Regions from separate parts of the Bombyx mori genome. Here region 1 is linked to region 2. A link is a contact called in public Hi-C data. All regions are on one chromosome and are shown on one strand. Each heading gives the region's core, a stretch centred on a gene start, on an enhancer-like site or on the middle of the called end of the contact. The rest is flanking DNA. Distances are from core to core; before and after follow the strand shown. Region 1 overlaps LOC101743410 (WW domain-containing protein tag-325). Region 2 holds the start of LOC101743551 (probable inactive serine/threonine-protein kinase scy2).

Evidence for each region. Hi-C and Micro-C count contacts between places; a contact is called where the count stands out from the background.
Region 1: a Hi-C map of whole pupa shows a contact between it and region 2, with 2.7 times the contacts expected there. The contact joins the enhancer-like site here to the promoter of LOC101743551 in region 2. A contact is called at or near these places in 2 of 7 Hi-C or Micro-C datasets (both in whole pupa).

The regions. Positions count from the first base shown.
Region 1 is chr16:2,310,263-2,315,581 of ASM3026992v2, reverse strand. LOC101743410 (WW domain-containing protein tag-325) reads left to right here. Exons shown (of 12, transcript XM_038016407.2): 10 at 741-879; 11 at 1,906-2,011; 12 at 2,495-5,319. The coding sequence ends at 2,699. Among protein-coding and RNA genes, the nearest start is that of LOC101736449, 18 kb to the right of the region's middle. Within about 2 kb of position 2,546, at least 1 of the 8 cell types and tissues checked has open chromatin away from gene starts, as enhancers often do.
Region 2 is chr16:2,262,041-2,267,428 of ASM3026992v2, reverse strand. LOC101743551 (probable inactive serine/threonine-protein kinase scy2) reads right to left here and starts at 1,806. Exons shown (of 2, transcript XM_012692730.4): 1 at 1,652-1,806; 2 at 1-1,245. The coding sequence starts at 1,239. It overlaps LOC101736577 (alpha-tocopherol transfer protein-like), which reads right to left. Exons shown (of 5, transcript XM_004928914.5): 5 at 3,292-5,388.

The DNA.
Region 1 (5,319 bases), core at 1,297-3,796, 47 kb before region 2:
TAACTACTTTTTTTAATAGTAGGTGTCTTTCTCCTTCTCCTTTTTTTCAGTATGGCAATCGATTTCTTGCATTTTTTATTGCCAGCGTCAAATTTTGAATTATTTATGCTATGTGAAAAATGAAGCTGTAAAAATGCATTTGCATCTGTAAAAATCCACCGTATAAGTCACTAATTTTCCAGTCATTTCGTGTATCGCCATCAGTAAGGCGTCGCAATTTGTATCATATACATATCGGTCAGTTACTTTAAAAGCTTATCAATAAACAATTACTCAATACATTAGAGTACCACCACTCTTTCTGCCGTGAAGCAGTAATGCGTTTCGGTTTGAAGGGTGGGACAGCCGTTGTAAGTATACTGAGACCTTAGAACTTATATCTCAAGGTGGGTGGCGCATTTACCTTGTCATGGGTTCCAGTAACCACTTAACACCAGGTGGGCTGTGAGCTCGTCCACTCATCTAAGCAATAAAAAATAAAAGAATTATTATGACTATCACATCAGAAGGTTGTTTGGACAAACCTTACAGTTAGAAACAAGCATTTCGCGTAATACACCTTTTTTTTGCGTCATGTACCTTGAGATATAAGCTCTAAGGTCTCAAGTATAGTTACAGCGGCTACCCCACCCTTCAAACCGAAACGCATTACTGTTTCACGGCAGAAACAGGCAGGGCGGTGGTACCTACCCGCGCGGACTCACAAGAGGTCCTACCACCTATTGATAAATTGGTTTCAGATCGATCAGAACAACACCTCAGTGATAAGCAAGAACAGCGACATCCACGTGCTGACGGGCTCCTTGAAACTGTTCTTCAGGGAGCTGAAGGAGCCGCTGATACCGTACTCGTTGTTCCATAGAGTTCTCGCCGCTTGCTGTGAGTTTAGCAAGGACTTTCAACTATAGCTTAATTCGCTTACAGCGTGGGGCGTCCTCCGACCAGGTGGACCGACGACTTAGTGCGCACGGCGGGAAGTCGTTGGATGCGGAAGACGGAGGACCGCATTCTGTGGAAGGCATTGGGGAAGGCCTATGTCCAGCAGTGGGCAGATAAAGGCTGATGATGATGATGATGATGATGATGAATATTTGCGTATGAATTTCCGTTACACACTCGAGCGTAATCAGTTTTGTCAACTTTCAAAACTGCGATGGATTCTAACGTAATCATGCCTCGTCCCTTGAATTAAGATATGCACTTGGGATTTGAATTTGAGGAGTTAGTTAGAAAATATGACAAAAATCTATTAAACAGGAGTGGCTTAATATTTTTCTAATAGCCGGCCCAATTGTTAAAGTATTATAGTTAGAGAATATCATTGCTACGGCGTTGATGTCGCCACAAAATTGCTTAAGACTTCTCCTCTCGTCGTCCCAACGTATACGCCTACTTCTCCTTAAATATAGTCATTCCAAACTTCCTCGATTATCAATACATAGCTGGTGGTTCATGGAGTTTCACACCTTATATTTTATCATTACAAAACAATAGAAGCTTCCACCTCAAGCTTAACAGATTAAGGACCGGAGCGGTCCCTGTGGGTGGATACTATTACTTTGGCAAAACAACATTAGCGATCCCTTGTGATCTCCGCAACTCACCTGCCTAGAATACCCCAGACCGCAAGTTTTCTATTGAATATGTAGGAAACGCAGACCCCCATGGCTCATATAGGCTAGTAGCTATAACAAATTGAAGGGGAACTATTTGAAAACATAATAGTATAATCAAAAAACGAAAACTAGGAATAGCTTATTTGAGTAATTCTTTATCCATATGTATTTAATTACTTTTGGCAAAAATCGCAAAAAGATCTCGGTCCTTAACCTGTTAAAACCGTATGAACCGAAAGCTTGGGTGTACATCGAAAGCAATGGTTAATCGTAAACAATTCGTTTGCAGCTATAAAGCCAAGGGAAGCGAAGATCAAAGAGTTCAGGGAAATAATACAAGCGCTGCCGCAATGCAACAGGGACACGCTCAAATTCTTATTAGAACATTTATTAAGGTAACTGAATATGTTTATTAAGCTCAATCATAGCTGAGTGAATTTCCGTAAGTCTCGTCTGAAGAAAGATTTCGGAGTTTATGGCTTGTAAAGAAGAAATACACTTAGAGTTTGGAAGTTCGCGGGTTAGTGCTCTGCGAACTAAGTCATTTGACTGATATAATTTATTTCTTAATCAAATATAACGGTTGCACATGTTAGTGAATTGACTCAATTATCTTACTGGTCACTTGCGGTGCTCATTGTCATCGACAACGCTAAGTGTCTACTGGTATTTTATCTTCTCATTTTTCCTGCAAACTAAACTCGACGAGTTACTCTCAGGAAAACTCCAACAAAACGTGGACTTTTTTGCAAATCACGTTGATTCTTCACCTTAACTTGATATGCTATGACAACTCGAACAAAACGTGGACTACCTTCCAATCACGTTAATTCCTCACCTTAACTTGATGGGTTATAGCGAACTATGTTATTTCACAGGGTACAGCAGTACAGTGAAAAAAATAGGATGCACATAGCCAATCTAGCCATAGTATTCGGGCCGACGATACTATGGGCCCCGGTTACGGCGAAGGCACGTAACATAGCCGTCGACTGCATCCAACAGAACAACGTCGTCGACATCCTCCTGAACGAATTCAATGAGATATTCAGTGAAGAAAACAAAACAAAGAAAAAAGCGTGATTTTGATTTCAACTAAAACAGGTTTAGTCTAAAATTGTTTTGTAAGTAAAAGTTAAACGATAAAGTAGTGCCAATCAGATACATGGTTTCATGGTATAAGTAAGTTTAAAATCATTTAAATTTAAGTTTGGTACTCGTGAATATGATCAGTGGTTTTCATCAAATAAAGAGAGAACTGACGTATTTAGATATCTAAATTTAGGCGAATAATACTAGCGGAATTATTAAAAATAAATATTTAAAGAAGGATAATAAACAGTGAAACACGTTAGAACTTGTGTTTTTTTATATGTAATTTTATTGAATAGATAAATATATTTTATAAAATATATTCTCGTACTATACCTGGATGACGTTCTTGTTTTTTCTCAACTTACTGCGTTTGGTTTGCCTTGGTTTAAACATATAGTTGCAAAAATCTTACTAATTGTTATTAAGCAACGGTTCGTTACTGAACATTAAAATTGGATTCAAAGTGGTTTAAATCACAGAATCGCTGTAAATTTTCTCGAAATTTGAATCACGTCCATCGTGTTTTGAATGTTTGAAAATGTTCTTGTAGACTGCATGAGGTTCTTAATGTAAATGAATAACAAGATTACTATCTTGATTAAAAACAAAACAAAACAGAAGGTTGGTTCATTAGAACGAGCAATGTACAATTAATTACATATGGTTTTTGTAAATAAAGTACACTACGAATAAGTAATTGTTAATATTAATTAAAATATAATGATGATAAACATCAACTATTTGTTGACTCTGTTCCGCTAGTCATATCTGAAGGCGAGCGAAAGAGATTGAGAGATTGAATTGAACTTTAGCGGTTAGTTCGGACTCATCCTAATCATCTTTCAAGCAATAAGACGAACATACCGTTGTTTTTATCTTATAAAGATATAATATAGAATTAAAAATTAAATAATATATAAATGATAAATTATACAGAGATCAAAATGAATAACGTAACCATTTAGTTTAGTTTTAAATGTATGCGTAGTTTCCAAAGTTATTTTCCGGGTCCAAAATATTCGTATGGATTTAAAATTCTCGAACTCTCAATAAAACTCTAAATTTTTTTATACGTTATTCGTACCGCTTCTTTGAGAGTTTAGTGTGATCCTACATTTATTAGACATAGGCTTGAAGCCAAGTTAGACTTTGTGCCTTATATGAGATCGCTTTTTATACATAAATTATTGTTAAGAGCTTTATTTAGTTCTTGGTTACACGACTCGAGTTGGAGCACGTAAATATGTACTGTGAAAAACATTGCTGCTTCTACATCAATAATTTTTGTACTTTTTTGCCTATAGTGCTCCAGAGTGTGCACAGATAATAGCAATTTGTTTATGAATGAAAATTTTTTTTTTAAATCTAAGACATATAAGGCGGTCAGCGCAAAAGTGGCCTAAGCTTACCATAGTTATTATGGAACAATGATGATTAATTTTTCATGAATCTGAATTTGAGTAGACAAAAAAACAATAATGCTTACAAAGCCATCTGTTATCTATGAGTGAAACTATGGATAGGCCGGTTTTGCATCAAAATTTATTATATTTAAAATAAATTGCAATATACATATCGACGCTTGAAAGGCAAACGTGACTAAGCGACAATGCGTGAACTTTACAGTAGACTAATTTAAAGTTGAAATACCTGAAAAAAAATCTATTTTAACGAATCTAGCTGTAGTAGAATCTAGCTAGTAGCTGTAGGATTGAAATGATTTTAATAGACCTAGAAATATATATATATTTTGCGCATCGAATATGGTTATTGCCTATCATTTATGTACAAAGCAGTTATTGTCGCTTAGTCACGTTTGCCTTTCAAGCGTCGATATTATAAGCATGATTATGAAAAATTATGGGTTAGGCCACTTTTGCGCTGACGGCCTCATATGTAGTTGGATATTTCGAGTTTTGTGGCAATAAAAAGAAATGTCTGTAATAGAACCGTAATGATGTTTAAATAATTTAGGGTATAGATTATCTTGATGTCCAATAAAAGCTCTATGACTTGTTGGACTTGTTGTTGAATTGGCTCTCAAAAATAATTAGATATCTTTTATTGTTTTAGCGTCTATTATTGTCTTTATCACAGTGAAGCCAAAGAAATGTATTGTGTTTCCGTTGTCGGGCAGACGAGTTCACAGCCAATCTAGTGATAAGTGGTGACGTGAGCCAATGGGCATCACACGAAGCTTGCTCACTTCGATGCAAACGTCCACATCAACTAATCGAACTTGTTATAAAAATCGATCTCATCTCTCTCCTCTTTTGTAAATATTCATCTTAGATGACCAAAATACTTATTTTTATGTGATAAACAAACAGCGTTGTTGTAACATTTTATACTATTATTTCTTATAAATGTTTGTAAGTATAAATAAATATATATTTGAACTATTAATAGCGATGCTTGTATGTCGACGGCTCTAGTCCTAAATAATAAACGGACTTGAAAAATACAATGTAATAAAATAATTATTAGTAATTAAATCCAATGTAATCAAATCCAAAATGGAACTGAGCTTTGAAATCGCTTAATAAGACAAAGAAGTTATTGTCTAACCTAAAAAGTACACATAGAAATCTGCGTAATGATTACGCTA
Region 2 (5,388 bases), core at 557-3,056:
TTTCAACGATTTAAAAACTTTTTTCGATAATTTATTTTTCACTTTCATTAACTGGTGTTTTATGTCTTTTCTTGCGTTCAAATCATTGTTTGATTGGCTGGTTTTATTAATGTTCATTATATCATCAGCACTGAATCGTGAAACGTTGCATCCCAATATCTTGCTTTGTTTGTTGTATGTCTCGTCTATATTTTCGTAAACTGGACTTTCTGCTCTGTAATTATCGACTTTTTCATATTCATTTCCTTCTATATTGAATCCTGATTCAGTCGAAACTGTACTATTGGTATCACTGAATAATTTCCTCGGTAATAAATTACTTTCTTGTGTTGGTATATTAAGATTCTCGTTGGTATAGTCGATTCCTGGTTGAATGTTATCGAAGAAAGGATTGCTACTTGGTACATAGCTTCCTGTGTTGAAGTTAGGAACAAGAAACGGGTTGGTATTGTTCGATGTGTGTATACGTTTCTTCTTTGTTATAATTGTTATAGTTTTAATTTCCATTATATTGCTTTCATTCAAATCGTCATCTAAGTAAAGTGATTGATTTGAAACACTCGGTGAGTCTAAAGCCAAATGATCTATAAAACTTAGACTAATGTTGTTAGTATTGTTACTACATGTTTGGCTTGTTACAGTACTTTCAATATTAGTTATATTTGATAGATTCATTACACTGGATATATCGGTGTTGGTTACGTTCTTTGGTTCTAAAACTGAAATACCAGAATCTCTATTGGAAAAATCCGATTTGGAATTTTCTTCGATTTCAAACATTCGAGTACTATCTGTGGTATTGTTAATTGTGTCTGTGGAAAGAGGCTTGGTGTTAATATTAGCATAAATTGGTTCTGAATGCATAGGCTCCATATTAATGTCTTCCGGTTTATCTATGGATGTGTTTGGTAATGATAAACTAGGTCTATCATTAATATCCATTGATTGCATTCTTAAATTATTTTTTACGTTGTTCAGTTCTCTAACTAAAAACTCATTGACCGCTGCTTTACTTATGCCCAAATCAAGGGCAGTATTCTCAAATGCGGTTATGTCACAGCTTCTTGCTCGTTTGCGTTTTTTTATGGGAACAATTTCCATCGCATTATTGCACATGGGATCTTCATTGGCAAGAAGATCCAATGCTGGGTTGAGGTACACATTCTGTGATGGAGCTGTGATCTTCCTTTTATTTAAATCTGGTATTACTTCAAACTGATTGTTGTTGACTGGTTCCATAATAAACTGGAAATAGAATAACAGCTTTTTGAAACAGTATTAAATTTATTTGTATTTTTTTTTTGCCAAATCAAATGCGGGTTCATTTATTTAATTAATCAAAGATTGTCGAGATTGTTTAACAAAATATAGTTAATATTAGAAATATCATTAGTTTTACGGTATAGAACGTCTATTATTTATAATAATTAGAATGGTATTATTTGTTTGATAGAAATACGTCGAAGTATATGTATCCCACAATATATTTAAAATGATAAACTACAAATAACTTTGTTAAAAAGAGTTGTAATTCCATAAAATTATGTTCTAAGGACAATGAAAAAGTAAATTCACCCATCCGTACGCATTTATTAGTTATTATCAGTATTAAAGCAGCGTTACACAGATTTTAGAAAAAGTAAATGTTCACCTGCAAATCTGTACATAAATCTCGTGGTAAGATAATTACGAACACAGAACATTCATATGAGAAATATGTAATTAATAAAATCAAATAAAAAGATAATTTTCATTCACAACTTTCTGTTTAAAATATTGTAAACAAAAAACTCGGCAGGTGTACAGTGACGGTTAAACTATTTTTTTTATTCGTCCATTAAGCACGCTAAGGGAACGTAGGCCATACAACGAAACCTTTTGTAACAAAGTCTGTTGTATAAGAAGTGAAATGTAAAATATAATATGTAATTGATTATAGAATGAAAGTTAACAAAATTAAATGATATGAGCATGGTGAGTTTCTGACCAGTTCTACTTAGTAGGTCGATATCGGAAACAGTGGTAGGTGCGTTCAGTAGCTGCCCTTAACATCCTGTGGGATCATTGAACTGGCGATCCATCCTAGGGAAATAGTAAGGTCATTGCTATTTTGACGATTTTATTTGATTTCCCTAACTTAGTTAGCAATGGTTTGGAGATTTATCTAACCGTTTTTTTGTTCTGTGCATTGCTTGCATACTCCGCACCTAGCGGCCGCCAGTTCAATATTTTATAGAGGGATATTTAACGATTGGTGATATTGTAGTAAATTTAACACACACCTAAATTTGTATTATTATTTATTATCATTCCAAATATCGGTATAGCATTGGCTTTCGATCCCCACGGTTCTTTTCTGAGAGATAACATATAGAGACAAAATAGTCACTGCTCCTCCAGCTTCATGACATAAGCGTTATTACTACTCTTCGCAGGATTCTAACGCGCTGATCATCTCTCGGCATTACATGTTTGAAACATTATCTCCACTATTCAAAAACATATTTTATCAATCTACTTCCCTATTATTAAAACCCATAGACGGCATAGTGTGAATGCCATCTCTTTTAAAAAGCAGATATTTAAAAAGAGTATGAGCGCCGTATTTTTTTCTACACAGTTTTGAATTTATAATTTTTACGCTTGTGATGCCTTTGAGATCCAATAAATTCTCCTTGAATGCGTAGGAATTTACAAAATGAATCACCATAGAACGTAACTTTGAATTTAGAACTCACGCACGTCACATTCGCATTCTTGGTCTTTCCCGCGCAACGCGAAAAATTAATCTGGATTAAACTGACTTTACGCGCCACTATCTTATCATACCAGAACTTTAATTAATATTATGAAGTGCTCGCTTCCCGTTCACCGCTGAATAACCATTTAAGAAGCCCTACCGCTGCAGAGGACGAGGACTTTAAGAGCATCAGGTTGGTCACGAGTTTTCTATTTTCTGATTCAGGTTATGATTTCGCATTTTGCCCGCGCGCACCAAAATGTCTCTCTTTTCAAATCGCATCGCTTCATTTTTAACCATTCCCTAATCACACACAATGTGATGTAGCTATTTACACGCTACATTATTGTTCTTCCGGAAGTAGCTGGAAAAGTTCTATGTAATGTTCAGTTCAGTCTTTGGATTTTGACATCCATACTACAGCAGACAGACCTTGGCTTGGAGCCGTCGAATATAGAATATTTGATTATTTCTTTATGTATTATAGTCAACTGAAGACTTGTATAAATAAAAAGTGGTTTTTACCATGATCAAAAATTAAAACCCACAAATTTCTTTTGTTCATTTTATTTTAATCTAAAATCACATAGCGACGGTTCCTTGAACCAAACAAATAATTTTACACCACAACAATTATCACAAATTAAGTAAAAAAAAACGTGATGGATACCTACACTTCTAATACATTGTACCTTTAGTACTAATTTAAATATATATAAGTTCTAATATAATATATAAGTTCTAATACAACCACCACCTATAGTAGTTTTTTTTTTTATTGAGACATAGATAAATAACAAGATTTATTTAGAACTAAGTGGAAAATATTTAATTTTTACCTATACGATATTAACGAAACAGCAAAGAAATATGATACAATGACTTCGGTCAGATGCGGACGGTATTTAAATTTGTTTGAATAACAACAATCATAAAAATCGAATATTACTTTTTAATAAAAAAATTTCGACTATGTATGAGTAATGCTTATCAGTACAATTATTATCATTAACAAACTTTACCGTTTTTTAAACGAATTTTATTATAACATTTTTTATTATTTAGCTAAGCGATGCAATACTTGTCATGTCAGTGATGCCAGAGCACAAAATAAACTACTTTATTCTACCATTTCACAATAATCAGGTCCCTGAGTTTTTTTTTTTGTCATACAATGTGCTACACGTTTTATGTATTTTATGTATTATATTTACTTATTTTTTTAAATAATAATATGTATTACAACAATTAAGTACTACATAATTTTCAAATAAACCAGTAAATATATTTTAAAAGTTATTTTCATAAAGGAATAGCTAATATAAATATTACTAATAGTCACCTGCCTTGTAACGTGAGGTGGAAGCTACTATAGAAATGTATACTATACTATACTATGCTGTTCAATAGAATACTACGAGTATTATTAGTAATACGGCTCTCTACTCAGACAATGTTGTGACGAATGTCTCAATAAATAAATAGATAGAATGTCATAACCCAAGCGTGTGAGTTTTAAATCGAACAGTTTTTTTTTTATTGAATTTATTACAAAGATTAATTCTTTTAGTTTGTACGTCATGGTCCTAGTTTAGTCGCTCCGTAGTGGTAATTAACATAATATTCCATTAAAGAAGAATATCATCACAAATCTCCAAACGCTAGAAGGAAGCTACACTAAGGCTGGCTGTTACTTTTTTTATTTTTCTTAGATGGGTGGACGAGCAAACAGCCCACCTGGTGTTAAGTGGTTACTGGAGCCCATAGACATCCACAATGTAAATGCGCCACCCACTTTGAGATATAAGTTCTAAGGTCTCAGTATAGTTACAACGGCTGCCCCACCCTTCAAACCGAAACACATTACGGCTTCACGGCTGAAATAGGCAGGATAGTGGTACCTACCCGTGCGGACTCACAAGAGGACCTACCACCAGTAATTACGCAAATTATAATTTTGCGGGTTTCATTTTTATTACACGATATTATTCCTTCACCGTGGAAGTAAATCGTGAACATTTGTCAAGTACGTATTTCATTAGAAAAATTGGTACCCGCCTGCGGGAATCGAACACCGATGCATCGCTTCATACGAATGCACCGGACGTCTTATCCTTTAGGCCACGACGACTTCATATTATATACCTATATTGTGTTAGTGAAATATTTTATTCGGTTTTCGCGGTTCATAGACATAACATAGAATTATTTTTACGGTTTAATATCGCGTTTCTTTATAGTCATTTCATTATCTCCGACGTTCATACGAGCACCTTACAGTTTCCGTGGACAGACGGACGACTAAATCATAAAGTAGTTTTAATTAAATAATTGAAGTGAAACTTCTAATGCGACTTCCAGCAAGGTTGCGTTAAACGTTTAACGGTCCGGTGGAGGGGGAATAGAAAGAGACAGAGCGAGAGTGAACCTGCTACAGCGCCAGCGTTAGCAACGAGTAGCATCCATTAATTCAATGAAGCATTTAAAGAATATATAATATATTTTTATTTTTCTATTTATAATTTAAAATATATATATAATATAAATGTTGAAGATGTCGCAAAATGAAGAAAACCACAATACTACACATAGAAAAAGAAGTTTCACTTCATTCACGTGCACCAAGTTTTTTTTTAAATTTAGTTTCA